Regions from separate parts of the Macaca mulatta genome. Here region 1 is linked to region 2. A link is a contact called in public Hi-C data. All regions are on one chromosome and are shown on one strand. Each heading gives the region's core, a stretch centred on a gene start, on an enhancer-like site or on the middle of the called end of the contact. The rest is flanking DNA. Distances are from core to core; before and after follow the strand shown.

Region 1 (6,619 bases), core at 79-2,578, 84 kb after region 2:
CCTGACCTCTGGTGATCCACCCACTTCAGCTTCCCAAAGTGCTAGGATTACAGGCGTGAGCCATCGCACCTGGCCCTAATTTTCATTTCTACTAAAAACTGTGTAGATTCTATTACTATGTGTCCCCCAACCAAATGATATGTTAAGTCCTCACCCCTAGTACCTGTGAATGTGATCTTTTTTGGAAATTGGGTCTTTTCAGAGGTAATCAAATTATAATAAAGTCATTAAGGTGAGCCCTAATCCCATATGACTGGTGTACTTATAAGAGGAGACACAGGCATATACACAGAATGGGGGCCACACAGCGACAGAGGCAGAGACTGCAGCAATGCAGCTGTAAGCCAAGGGATGCTCGGCATTGTTGGGAGCCATGAGAAGCCGGGAGAAGGCAAGGAGGGGATTTGTCTGGAGTCTCCGAGGGAACGTGACCCTGCCAACTCCTCCTCCAAAACTGTGAGAGAAGATATTTCTGTTGTTTTAAGCCACCTAGTAACAGTTTGTGTTAGTTTGTTACAGTCACCCTATGAAACGAGTACCCTCTGCAAAATAACTCAGGATGTATTTCGTTGAAAAGGCACATCTGTACTCAAGCTATGATAAAGTATTTTTAACAATCGCAAAGTGGCGCTGGCCAAATGGCAGGTTGCCCTCTCAGCCTCCCAGCCTGTGTCTGTGGCCTCTTGGTTGAAAAGCAACAGAAGCATCTACAGCTTTACTCCCACGTTTTAGTCTTAATTCCTGCCAGGGTACTATACACCTCCTCTTCTTATGCAAATATATTTGTTCATTGTGATTGAAGTTTGACTTCAAAACAACAAAATTTCTAAGGAAGGCATCTAAAGTTTGATCTGTTCTCATCAGCGACGTCCACAGTTAAGAGGCTACAGACGGCACTTCCTCAAACCTGCCTTTTCTAAACCTCAACTTCTTGCTGAGTTATATAAAGAAACCAGGACAAAGGGCCGCCATCTGGGTTCTGCTCTCAGTGCAACACCTGTTTGCACACTCCTTGTACTCATGTTTATGTATTTCTTTGAGCATTTCTCTCATAGGCTGTTCTCTAACTGCAAAGAAAACTTTGTGAAAGATGTTTTGCAGACACAGTGATGCCAGGGATGCGAGACGCAGAAAACCCTTTTCCCTGGGCTCTCTTTAAATACAGGATTCATTTCATCCCCCTCTTAAAGCACAATAATCCATCCTTCTTACTCGATTTAAATAGCAACTGCTATTTACAACCGGAGCTCCATGTTACAACTCTTTTGTTCCTTGGAGAATTGTTTCATTCCCCTCAGTTGCCTTTAACTGACATCTGACTAAACTCAATTAGGGATCACTTTGGGAAAGGCACCACCTCCACAACTCGCAGGGAGAGAGAAGAGCAGGAAGAAATGAAAGGAAGAAAGCTGGAGTGTGGGGAAAGTTGGCAGGGATGCTGAGAGGAAAAGGAAAAAGAAACTACAGATGAGGAAAAGGAAAAAGAAACTACAGATGAGAAAAAGGTGAGAAGAGAGAAGGCAAGTGAAATCATAGTGGGAGCATACTCACAATAATAGAGTAGCATTGTAATGTGCTTTGTAAACTATAAAGCACAATAAAAATGCAATGCACTATTATTTGCAATATTTAAATAGGTGCTTTTGTGTGTGTGTGTGTGTGTGTGTGTGGATATGAAAATCAGCTGGTACAGGGATCCTTTGGCAGGGCAACCAGTGGCCCATTCTAAGCTGTGCAAATTAAAGTGGGTTCTTTGGTCTGTTGCAAGGACATTTTTCTACTGTGAGTCACTGTCATCAAGCCAGTCCTAGCGTTATTACCCAACAACTCCATGGCACTGAGCCACTTACACCCAGTGCTGGGAGGAGGTGCCCACTCAGATAATACTGGTTCTTGCAGTGGGGCGCCTTCCTCCTGGCGTACATCTAAGACGTCTGATAGCTCTCCTATATCTTGCTTTAAAACAGAAAGGATGGCATTTGGTGATGTAGGCCGTCCCTCTCTTCCTAGGGGTCTGTACTCCAAGAGCTCATTTTCAGATTGTTTCTGCATTCTCAACAACTAGGTCAGATGCCAGTGCTGCCCTTTCTAAATGTGTGATCTCAGCAAGTTAGTTAACCCCTTTCTGCCTCTATCCCCTCATCTTTAAAGTGGAGACAGTAATATTTCATAGGGTCCTTCTGAGGAGTAAATGAACATACATATATAACATATATTATATATAATATATGACATATATAACATGCATAATATATATAACATATTTTATATGTGTATATATATGCACACATATATACATACATATATTTTACATATACACATACATATATATTTTATATATATATATAAAAAAAATAGTGAGTCCCTGATATGGTTTGGATCAGCGTCCCCACCCAAATCTTGAATGGCAATCCCCAGTATTGGAGGTGGGGCCTGGTGGGAGGTGACTGGATCATGGGGGTTGCTTCTCAAGAATGGTTTAGCACCATACATCTTGGTACTGTCCTTGCAATAGGACTGAGTTCTCTTGCGAGATCTGTTGGTTTAGAAGTGTGTGGCACCTCCACCCTTGCTCTCTCTTGCTCCTGCTCTGGCCATGTGAAAGGCTGGCTCCTCCTTCATCTTCCCCCATGACTGTAAGTTTCCTGAGGCCACCCCAGAAACTGAGCAGATGCCAGCATCATGCTTCCTGTACAGCCGGCAGAAGCAGAAGCCAATTAAACCTCTTTTCTTTATAAATTACCCAGATTCAGGTATTTCTTTATAGCAATACAAGAACAGACTAATACAGTCCTAAACAAGCATTTAGTGAAAACTGAGGGGAGGGTGGTCAGCTAGCTCCCTGAGGCCGAGCTAACACAGAATAGAATTTACTTTCAAAGCTTCTGCATCTCTTTTCCATGTAACATTTTAACCAAAAGCACTATCCTTGGTCATAACTGAGACCCAGTTTCTATGTACAATATGCTTATTGCAGATTTGTATCTACTGTATAAACAATGACCTCAACTTTTTTGATTAAGCACTTAATCAGGAAGAAAAAGGACACTCCTGATATACGTGATTTTTATACTTAAAAATAATCTATGTTTTACTTTCTAATACAGTATCATTAACCAAAAACACAAATATAGAAAAATTTAAAGGATAAAGTGGGATAAAGTATACATATTCAAATTTTCGTCTGTATCCTAATACACTGTCTTACACCCTTGACTTTGAAAAGCTGTGCTGTAATTCAGGTAAGCTAAGCCATGTAACTTAGAATTAGCCTGAGCCAAATGATCCATCTTGGACAAAAAAAAGTACGTGAGAAGTAGCATTCCCAGGCAAAAGCCTTTCCGGCCAGTGTGTGACTCCTCTTTCCCTGATATTACGGTAACCAACCATGGTCCGGGGAGGAGTAGCTCCTTCGCCTGGTTAGTGGAAGAGGGTAACAAAGAGCAGAGACCCCAGCTGACCCAAGATGTGGCGCAAGTGTGAAACAAACCTCTGTTGTTTGTTACTGCTGTATAACTTAGTCTATCCTAACCAGTGCTGGAATATTCCTTAATGCTGCCATCCCTAATGAGTCACAATTAACGTGGTTCAGTGTAATGCTATTGTGATGCTCAACTAGCAAAACCAGAGCACACGTTTTTAAAGACAACTTTAAAATTCCGAAATAGTTCAGTCCCTTTCTTCCATATTTTAGCATCACTTCTGTGCCCCATGAGAATGCTTCAGAAGATCAATGTGTCAAATGCTGAAACAACTCTCATCATCACCAGTGTTAGTGATTTCAAGTGTGCGCGCACGAATCCCCCACCCAATAACTTTTCTGAACAAGGGGAAGGCACGGGATCTTCAGTGACAAATGTTCTGGTTTGGTTTGCAAACTTTGACGCAAGTCACTCTCTGGTGACTAAAATGGGAAGATGCCCTTCACACTGACAACAGGAGTCCGACACTGCTGCATACAGGCCTAAGTGCCCCCATGGGAGAATCAGCTTTTACCCTGGGCTGATGTTTTCTCTGGGAAAAATGGACTTTCCGCACCCTGCCCCCAAATGCATTCTCATACTCCATGACACCACGGTTGTGTTCTTGGTAAAGAATATTTAAGTTCTGACATCATAATAACCATGGGTATTACTCATGGTAAGCTCACAAGGCTGGGAAGGCACATTCTGTACTCTCTTTATCACTGAAGTCAGCAATGGTTTTAAAAATAGCATGGCTCACACACCCAGGGGACCACTGATTCACTAATGGCCAAATACACACTATTGTGGACTCCTAACTCGTATGGTGTTTAGATTGTGATTTCTAGAATCAAGGCACACATTTATCATTTCCCTCATAGGAGTGTTATGCTGTACTAATTTATAAATAGAGATCTGCAGACCCTAAAAGAAGGAACCCTCAAAAATTACAAAACCAGGATTTGACAAGCCATCTGATTTGTTACTTCAAAATGATGTAAAATTTAATTAATGAGAGTATCTACCAACTTGGCATAACTACAATATGTCACACCTAAATAAAGAGAGATGATGTTACAAAGGTAATTGACACTAATCTTAGTGAAGTCTAGAAGTAAGTTATAGGTTTTTCACTGTTGAGGGGGGAAGGGAATATTTGATTCTAGATGTCTCACGCAGGTTCTTTTAAGAGAAGTATACCATGAGCAGAGAATGTTTTCATGATTTATAAATACATTTAGAAGTACACGACCACTTAAGCCTTTTGCTTAAATTCTGTGCTAAATCAGCAACTTTCTCATCTCTTACTGGGATTCCAGAGAGGACCTTCTGACCAAGGAGAAAACACCTAGATATGTAGGCCTAGCTTCTCTGGATGCTAGGATTCTCTCTCTTTAAATTATTCAGATTGATCCATCAGCCTTTTATAGAATTAGTTAGTATGAACCAGTCTTTTAGAACCCAATAATCCTTAAATTTATGGAGTCAAATTTCCAAATCTGCTAAGCTGAGGACTCTAGAGGCCAGAGTGAGCAGCATCCAGGAATATCTGCTGAGCACCTACGACGTCCAAGCACCACCCCAAGAGTGGTAGGTGACCACTGGCATTGTGAAAGAAAGGGTTACCCGCTTTTCAGGAGGTCAACATGACAAGATGCAGCAAGGGGAGAAGAGATAACTGACCACAGAAGGAAGTCACAACTGTCGCCCATTGAATGGTGCAGGCTTCAGAGAATGGAAGGAGTGCTTTCAGAGTCAGCGCCAGCTTTACACACGAGAGTGCACCCCAAGGGGAAGCCAGGGGTGAGCTGAAACACAGAGGCCAGCAAGCACTGGGTTCCAAGGACAGATGAGACCCATTTTTATTTAAGATTCATAAGCCATCCACTGCCTACAGGACCTGGGATAGTGTGCAGATACAATACAAAGCACAATATGAAAATAAGATAAAACAGGACCAAACCCCTCTAAGGGAACATCAGGAAGAATAAAACCATGCCTGTGGTTGAGAGCTCTTGTAGCGAGTGACAAAAGGGTCTGGAAAGGCTGGAGTCAGCATGGCAGGTCTTTGGTGCCTACTTTCGATTTTGTTCTGTTGAGGAGTCACAGGAGGTGGCTGAGAGAGGAGGGAGGAATGGTACCACTTCTGAATGGGAAATGAATGCATGTGGCCAGGGGCTCTGGCACCCACCACGGAGGAGCATCTGAGAGGTGATGGAAACCCGCAGGGAAGGTGCGGACAAGAGACTCGAGGGATGACCCAAAGACCTTGGCACTGACAGATGGGAAAAGAACCATGATAATGTGGAAGCTGCAGGATCAGGTGACAGGAGAATGAAGGGAAGGCTGGTCCCCTTTGGCGCCCTTGCTGACTTCAAGTGGCAGAGGAAGGCATGCCCTGGTAGGCGGAGGGGCCAATGCCCTGAAGAAGCATTCACCGGGGCACTGCAACTCTATTTCCAGAAGGGGCCCACACACACCAGTGTCAGGGCGGCCAAGGTGCTTCCCTGAGGGAACTCCCACAGCAGGAAGCAGAGAGCACACACTCCTGGGAAAGATGCCCTCCGCTCTGTCCTAATTCCCAGTGAGGGCATCTCCAAGGCCAGAGCTGACCTGAGACAAAATCAGCTCTCAGACACTCCTAGGAGTTACTGTCCTGGGCCAATACCCTTTGTTGAAGCCAGGAGGATGCTATTGAATAACATAAAAATCCCTAGGCTGGAGCTGTGGAGTACAACAGGAACTACAATCCTACAAAACACAGCAACCCTTGTGGAACCACAAAGGCCAATCAAAGCCATTTACCCAACTAGGATGCCTCATGTTACACGTAAGATATTAACAGAGAATGTCCGAATGTATGTTTTCCTTCCAATGGCTGGATGCAGGGAAGCTCTCTGGTTCTTTCACCAGCATCAAGTATACTCAATTTACTCCTCCAAACAAGCCATGCAGGCCCAGCGCTAAGAGTCTTCCCTGTCAGTTCTCAAAAGCTGGTCAAGGGGTAGAAACTCTGTTGCCGTCTTGCACCATACGGCTCTCAGCAGCTCGCCTTGTGGTCCTGACCCTGCCAGCCAAGCCCTTTTCATTCCGTTTTAGTTAAGCAGAAAATGAAGCTATCAGCTCCATTTCCACTCTCTCTGCATGAATTCATT
Region 2 (6,111 bases), core at 2,359-4,858:
GGTCTCCAGCCAAGGGCAGCTTATTCAGGGAAAACCTTCCAACACTCAACTTTTCTTAAAGGAGCTGAAAAAGAACAAACCAAACCAAACCAAAGTTGGCCTTCTTGTGTTTGGGTCACAGAGGAAATACTAAGCTGGCTCTTTACACCTCCCACTAGGGGGCACTAAAGTGCAGCAGACACAGGCTCCGAAAGCCACCTGAACCTTTAACTCCTATGGAGACAGAGGGACGCGACCCACTGGGTAAGGGAATAAAGGGTTCCCTTAAGGCTGGTATGGTGGCTCACCCATGTAATGCTAGCACTTTGGGAAGCCAAGGCGGGAGGATCACTTGAGGCCAGGAGTTCAAGAGTAGCCTGGGCGACACAGTAAAACCCTGTCTCTACAAAAATTTTTTAAACAAATTAGCCAGGCATGATGGTGCACACCTGTAGTCCTAGCTACTCAGGAGGCTGAAGTAAGAGGATGGCATAAGCCTGGGAAGTCGAGGCTGCAGTGAGCTGTGATCACGCCACTGCACTCTAGCCTGGGTGACATAAGACCTTGTCTCAAAAAAAAAAAAAAAAAAAAAACAAAGGAAAGGAAAGGAAGTTGTTCAGATGAGGATACCACTGCTCCATCTTCTCATAAACCAGTTTTCTTATCCTAACAATGGGGCCTCTTTGTAGTCCAAGAGCAGGGACTCTCCTACAGTGCCTCTGGAATGGAGCAACATTCAGCAAAAGAGACGAGAATGCTCATTTTGTTCTCGTGAGCCTGGAACACTACTGCAGCCAACTGAGCTAACCAGTTGTGGAATCAGGGAGCTGTCCCACATCAGCGGGAGCTTCAGGTGGAGAAAGGAAGAAAGGAAGGCAGGAGGAAGGGAGGGAGGGACTCTTGAGGGAAGCCAGAGAAGGAAGAGTGAGGGGCAGTGAGGCAGCACCTGAGACTCCTGGCGGTCCTGGACTCTCCCTGAGCACACCCAGGCTTCCCCTCCACAGCTCTGTCCGTGGCCCTGTGGAAAGCACATCTGGCCTGGCTCTCATGGGAAGCCTTCAAGGCTTTCTACTCAAACCTTACCTGCTCTAGCACTCCCTGCTGACTGAGGCTCCCTCCTGTGCTCTATTCCTACATTGCTAACGATGTCTTTACTGCCAATTCAGCTCTTTCACTCATCCTTGCACTGACAGTTTTTTTTTTTTTTTTTTTAATGAGAATAATCTATAATCAGCTCCTAGACTGGAAGCATCCCAAGGCCATTGCCTGTGCATGACTGATCTCTGTACACCTCATAGTACCCAGCGTAGAGCCTTGTCTACTGGGGTAAGAGGGTCAGTGTCCACAGACATTGTGTGTCATTGTTCACACTCATGAGCTAGAAGAGACTGTGGTTTCATCATCTTCTTTCCTACCACCAAGCACTGTGCTACGAACAGTAAATACCCAATACACAGATGTTTGCTGAACTGAGAAACTGATTGTGTGAAGAAGTGAAAACTGGGATTTCTTACTGTTTATTTACTTTTAAGGAAATAAGTGGTAGGGAGCGAGCTCTTTTAGTTCTTCTATGATAATAAGGATTTCAATGGTGAAATCTGAATAGAAACCTATAAAGCTCCACTTTTTAAAAGGAGAAGTTAGACATAGGGAGTTTGTATCTTAAAATATATATATATACACACACACACATACTGAGGAATACATATATATATATATATATATATATGCATGCTGAGGAATAGTGGGTGATAAAGGAGATACTATTCATCTACCTGAAGAAGAAGAGAGAGTAAGTGGAGAAAGGCAGCTAGGGAGATTTTGAAAATTAAAAAAAATCCATAAGCAATTAAACCCATAAAAAACCCTGTAAGATGTTTGAAAGAATGACAGTGATCATTGGTATGAACAGCTTAGTTTCTTTTTTTGCTAAAGAAGAAAAGTTTTGTGGCATCACTGGAAGTCAGTGAGCGCCTGCCTGGCAGGCCTGTCTCTGTAGTGTCAGCTGTGTAAGTAGGTCTTTGTATGGTTGTATTTAGGCTTGTCCCGGATTCCCCCAAGAGATCAAAAGTTCCTTGAGGAGACAGAACCTACATTTGCTTCCCAGGGAAGTGCTCAGCTGCCACACAGCTCAGGGTGGTGATGCACACAGCAGGGGTTCAATCGACATTAACCCACTAAATGGAGCTAACCAGATTCCACCCCCAGTCTGAAAGGCTCTGACACAGAACTGTCTAGTTCCTTTTCATTTGGCCTCAAAAAGGGTACATTTTTCAAAAACAAAACAACCCCACATACCCCAAAGATTCAAACTGAGATTCAGTTTTGAGGCTGAGTGAACAATTCTGCCTAACTCTTTAGTAATTCTTGCTTGTGTGAAAATCAAACGGAAGCCTTCCCTCTTCCCTCTTCTGGGTTTCCCTGACTGTAGAGAGGTTGATAGACTTCACATGATCACAGAACCCAAAGTTACAGGCCATCACTAGGGAGTCACAGTTCAGACCAGGAAATCAATAGCGGCAGAGAGAAGTGTGGAGGGAAACGATGTCGCAGCTTTCGGGTTGCACAGTGGAAAGGCTGATGAAGGGAATACGGCACACAGTCCCCAGCCTTATTACTTTTCCCCCTGGGAGTCCATCAATAGCTTAAATATTAGTGAGCATCGTTCCTGCTTGTACCTTCACGTCTGGTTAAAATGACTTTATTCTGCAAGCCAGGGCTTAGGTTCCATCATCTTTCCTACCGAGCAACGCCCCCCACACTTCTATCAGCCCCATCTGCATCCTTATGGAGGATGGCTCTCGGGACTGTCTTGCTTGGCAGTGGAGGGCGGAGCAGAGGGAGGGAAAGGGTGCTGTGGGGTTTTTTTCCTTTCCCCAAATGTATTGTGTTCAGTGTGGACAAATATTTGTGTAGTCTGTATTTACCATTAATACTAGGATAAAGTCATTGGTGATTCGATTTTTCTATGGAAAGCAGCAAAGCATGGGGCGGGAAACAAAACCCCAAACGGAAGAACAGAAACTCTAAAAGCTGGCGTCTGAAGGTATTATTCAAAAACAAGATGGGAAAAGGCAGCACTGTATTTCCTCTGTTCTTCTAAGGGGAAGTTCAGAAAAAGGTCAGAAAGAGAACAATGCAGGCCATCTATCATAGCAGCCTCTAACCTAGAGGTGACTTGTCCACTGCAGCCTCATTTCTCAGTTCTGTAATTACCACCCCTCCCACAGACTGCACGTCACCGCGGCCTATGAATTATGCATTTCATTTCCACCTCCCCACACCCCGACTCAGTGACCACTGCCGCGGCGGGCAGCTGCGGGGGGCGGGCCAATGCAGCACCCCTTCCCCCAGGTACACGTGCAAATGTTACAGGGCCCCAGAGCCCCGGCGCACAGCCGTGGATGCTGCCCGTGCTGACCTTCAGTTCCCAGCCTAAGGTTTTGTTTATTGAGCAAATAAGACTCGTTACCAGTAAGCATTTTCCTAGGGGAAAACACACTGGGCACCTTTCCTTCCCCTTCACGTTTTTATTCAGGCGAAATCTGGTTAAAATGAATATTAAGGGTGGTCTTGAAGGAGGCAAAGGTGACGTAGAGCCCGAGGGTATGCGTGTGTGTGTGTGTGTCTCCTACTGTTTGAGTTGGGAGGTGGGTTGGAAAGTGGGTCCCAGAAGTGGATACTGCGGCAGGAACAGGAGCAACCCTGCTCCTCCCTGTCTGTGCCTCTGATTAACTGGTGCCCCTCTCCTACCAATTCAGAGGGTCCCAGAAAACTTCTGAGGCCACCTGTCTTCACAAGTGCTTCTGGTATACCAAAGCAGGGACTACTCTTTGTTCAGGATGATTTTTCCTTTCAAATCTTTACAAAACATTAGGTTTAGTAGAGAAGTTGGTTAGACTTAGTTGCTCGGGCAACTGAGAGACCTAGGAATACCTAGGAATACCCCTGGAAGCATACAGGGGTAAGCAACAAGCGAAAGGGTTCCCTTGAGAAGCAAGAGTTCTTCTGTTTGGTACACCTCAGTCTATCGCTTGAAGAGGTGGTATGGGTACGATTTTAAAATATATTTTTAAAAAGTGATTCGAGACACATTCAGGGAAGACAGTTCTAAGATGGGATATAAAAAATACGGTATTTAGGCCAGGCATGGTGGCTCACACCTGTAATCCCAGCACTTTGGGAGGCCAAGGTGGGTGGATCACCTGAAGTCAGGAGATCGAGACCAGCCTGGCCAACATGGTGAAACCCCATCTCTACTAAAAATACAAAAATTAGCTGGGTGTGGTGGCATGCACCTGTAATCCCAGCTACTTAGGAAGCTGAGGCAAGAGAATCGCTTGAACCCAGGAGGCGGAGATTGCAGTGAGCCAAGATCGCGCCATTGCACTCCAGCCTGGGCGACAGAGTGAGACTCCATCTCAAAAAAAAAAAAAAAAAAAAGGATATTTAATTTCTGAAGCTGATCTTAGGAACACAATAGTAAGTGGGCTAAATATTAGGTGCAAATCACTATGATATATATTTTATTCCCTTGGGTTTTTTTTTTTTTTTTTAAAACTATTCTCAGGGTTGGACCATTTGGTTATAAGGGACTGACTGAGGGCTATGATTATAGCTGTGACAGCCAGCCCCTAAGATGGCCCCTGAGGACCCAGTCCTCCTAGAAGTCAACACCCTGGTGTGGTCCCCTTTCACACGGAAAAGGGCAAGCCTGTGTAACCAATAAGACAGTGTAGAAATGACAACGTGTGGCTTCTGCTTTGCTCTGTCTTGAATCACTTACTCCGGAAGAGGACAATCAATGGCCTTGTGGAGAGATCCATGTGGATGGAACCCAGGCCTCTGGCCAACAGCCAGCACTGGCTTGCCAGCCACAACAGTGACCCACCTAGGAAGAGGACCCTCCAGCCCCAGTCACGCCCTTGGGTGACGGCAGCCCAGGCTGAGAGCTCACTGCCACCTCATGACAGAACTTGAGTGGGAAGTGTCCTGTCATGTTGCTCCCAAATTCCTGGAGCATAGCAACTGTGAGATAATGTTTATTGTGTCAGCCATGGAATTTTGAGGTACTTCATTATGCAGTGACAGATATTCATTGGGCATCTCTAAGAGGGGAGGGAGCACGCAGAGAAGCTCTAGACTTGTGCTACCGACAAGCCTTAGGTGAGCACCGCCTGATACCCAACACAGCAATGGGTCCTCCATCCAGCCCCTGCCCTGCCCTGATGGGAACCAACGAAGCACATTCTAAAAAGGTAGGAGGCACAAGAAAAATGAGGCCTGAGGAGGACTTCCAAGCACCCAAATGCAGGCAAGACTGAACGGATGGCATGAAGTTTGCAAACTGCTATCCCACAGGATGAACCTGAGACAGACACTCTTTGGCCTGCATAGATAATAAGTTTTTTCAACTAGCTATTAACATTTAGAACTCAGGTGATATTCCTAAATGTTTGGATTTCCTGCTGAAAATCAAAAGCTCTGACAAGTGACTCTGGGCCACTTGTCAGTTCTTGTCCACAATGACCTGGGGCTGGACAACGCTGCCCTCTGCACGTGTGTGTCACCAGATGCAGGCCTTAACCATGACTAGCTCACTGATCGCCTGCCTAGCCCGGGAGGCACTTGAGTTCGTGACTCTTAGGAGACAGGCGAGCTGGAGGGGGACAAATGAAATACTTATACGGAATTACTGTGTTTCGCTCTCTAGTGGGGGCACTGAGGAGGGGACACAACTTGTTTTCTTTTATTAAACAAACAAAAAAGGGTTAGTAAACAGCTGCCCCAGAAGGAACTTCTTAGAACTTACAAGGAATGTAAAACGATTATTCCACTTTACATTACACAGTGTGAACTGTAATAGGAGAGATCCGATGTTAAGTTTCTGCAACGTTTGTTTATGAAGGGCTTCGTTATATAAGACCTCCGTGGAGAGGAAGTGCAATGCTGGAGTCTTGCTTTGCCGATCTGGCTTTCTACTCTAACAATTATTTACAATAACATTAGAGAGGAAGGCTCTGGCGCCATAACTCAGTGAATATCTGCCGGATTCTTCCCTCCTACAAGATACAATAATATACCCTTTATTGGCCTTCTCCCAATTCTCCATTTGAAACAGGATCATAATCA

What was found. Hi-C and Micro-C count contacts between places; a contact is called where the count stands out from the background.
Region 1: a Hi-C map of blood shows a contact between it and region 2, with 4 times the contacts expected there. The contact joins two enhancer-like sites. A contact is called at or near these places in 2 of 14 Hi-C or Micro-C datasets (blood and liver).

What each region holds. Positions count from the first base shown.
Region 1 is chr3:179,567,278-179,573,896 of T2T-MMU8v2.0, forward strand. The region is part of intron 1 of HIPK2 (homeodomain interacting protein kinase 2); the gene reads right to left. Among named protein-coding and RNA genes, the nearest start is that of HIPK2, 44 kb to the right of the region's middle. Within about 2 kb of position 1,329, at least 15 of the 40 cell types and tissues checked have an H3K27ac peak or open chromatin away from gene starts, as enhancers often do. A contact at or near this core is called in blood, where this site is marked.
Region 2 is chr3:179,481,258-179,487,368 of T2T-MMU8v2.0, forward strand. All of the region lies in intron 2 of HIPK2 (homeodomain interacting protein kinase 2), which reads right to left. Among named protein-coding and RNA genes, the nearest start is that of CLEC2L, 130 kb to the left of the region's middle. Within about 2 kb of position 3,609, at least 11 of the 40 cell types and tissues checked have an H3K27ac peak or open chromatin away from gene starts, as enhancers often do. A contact at or near this core is called in blood, where this site is marked.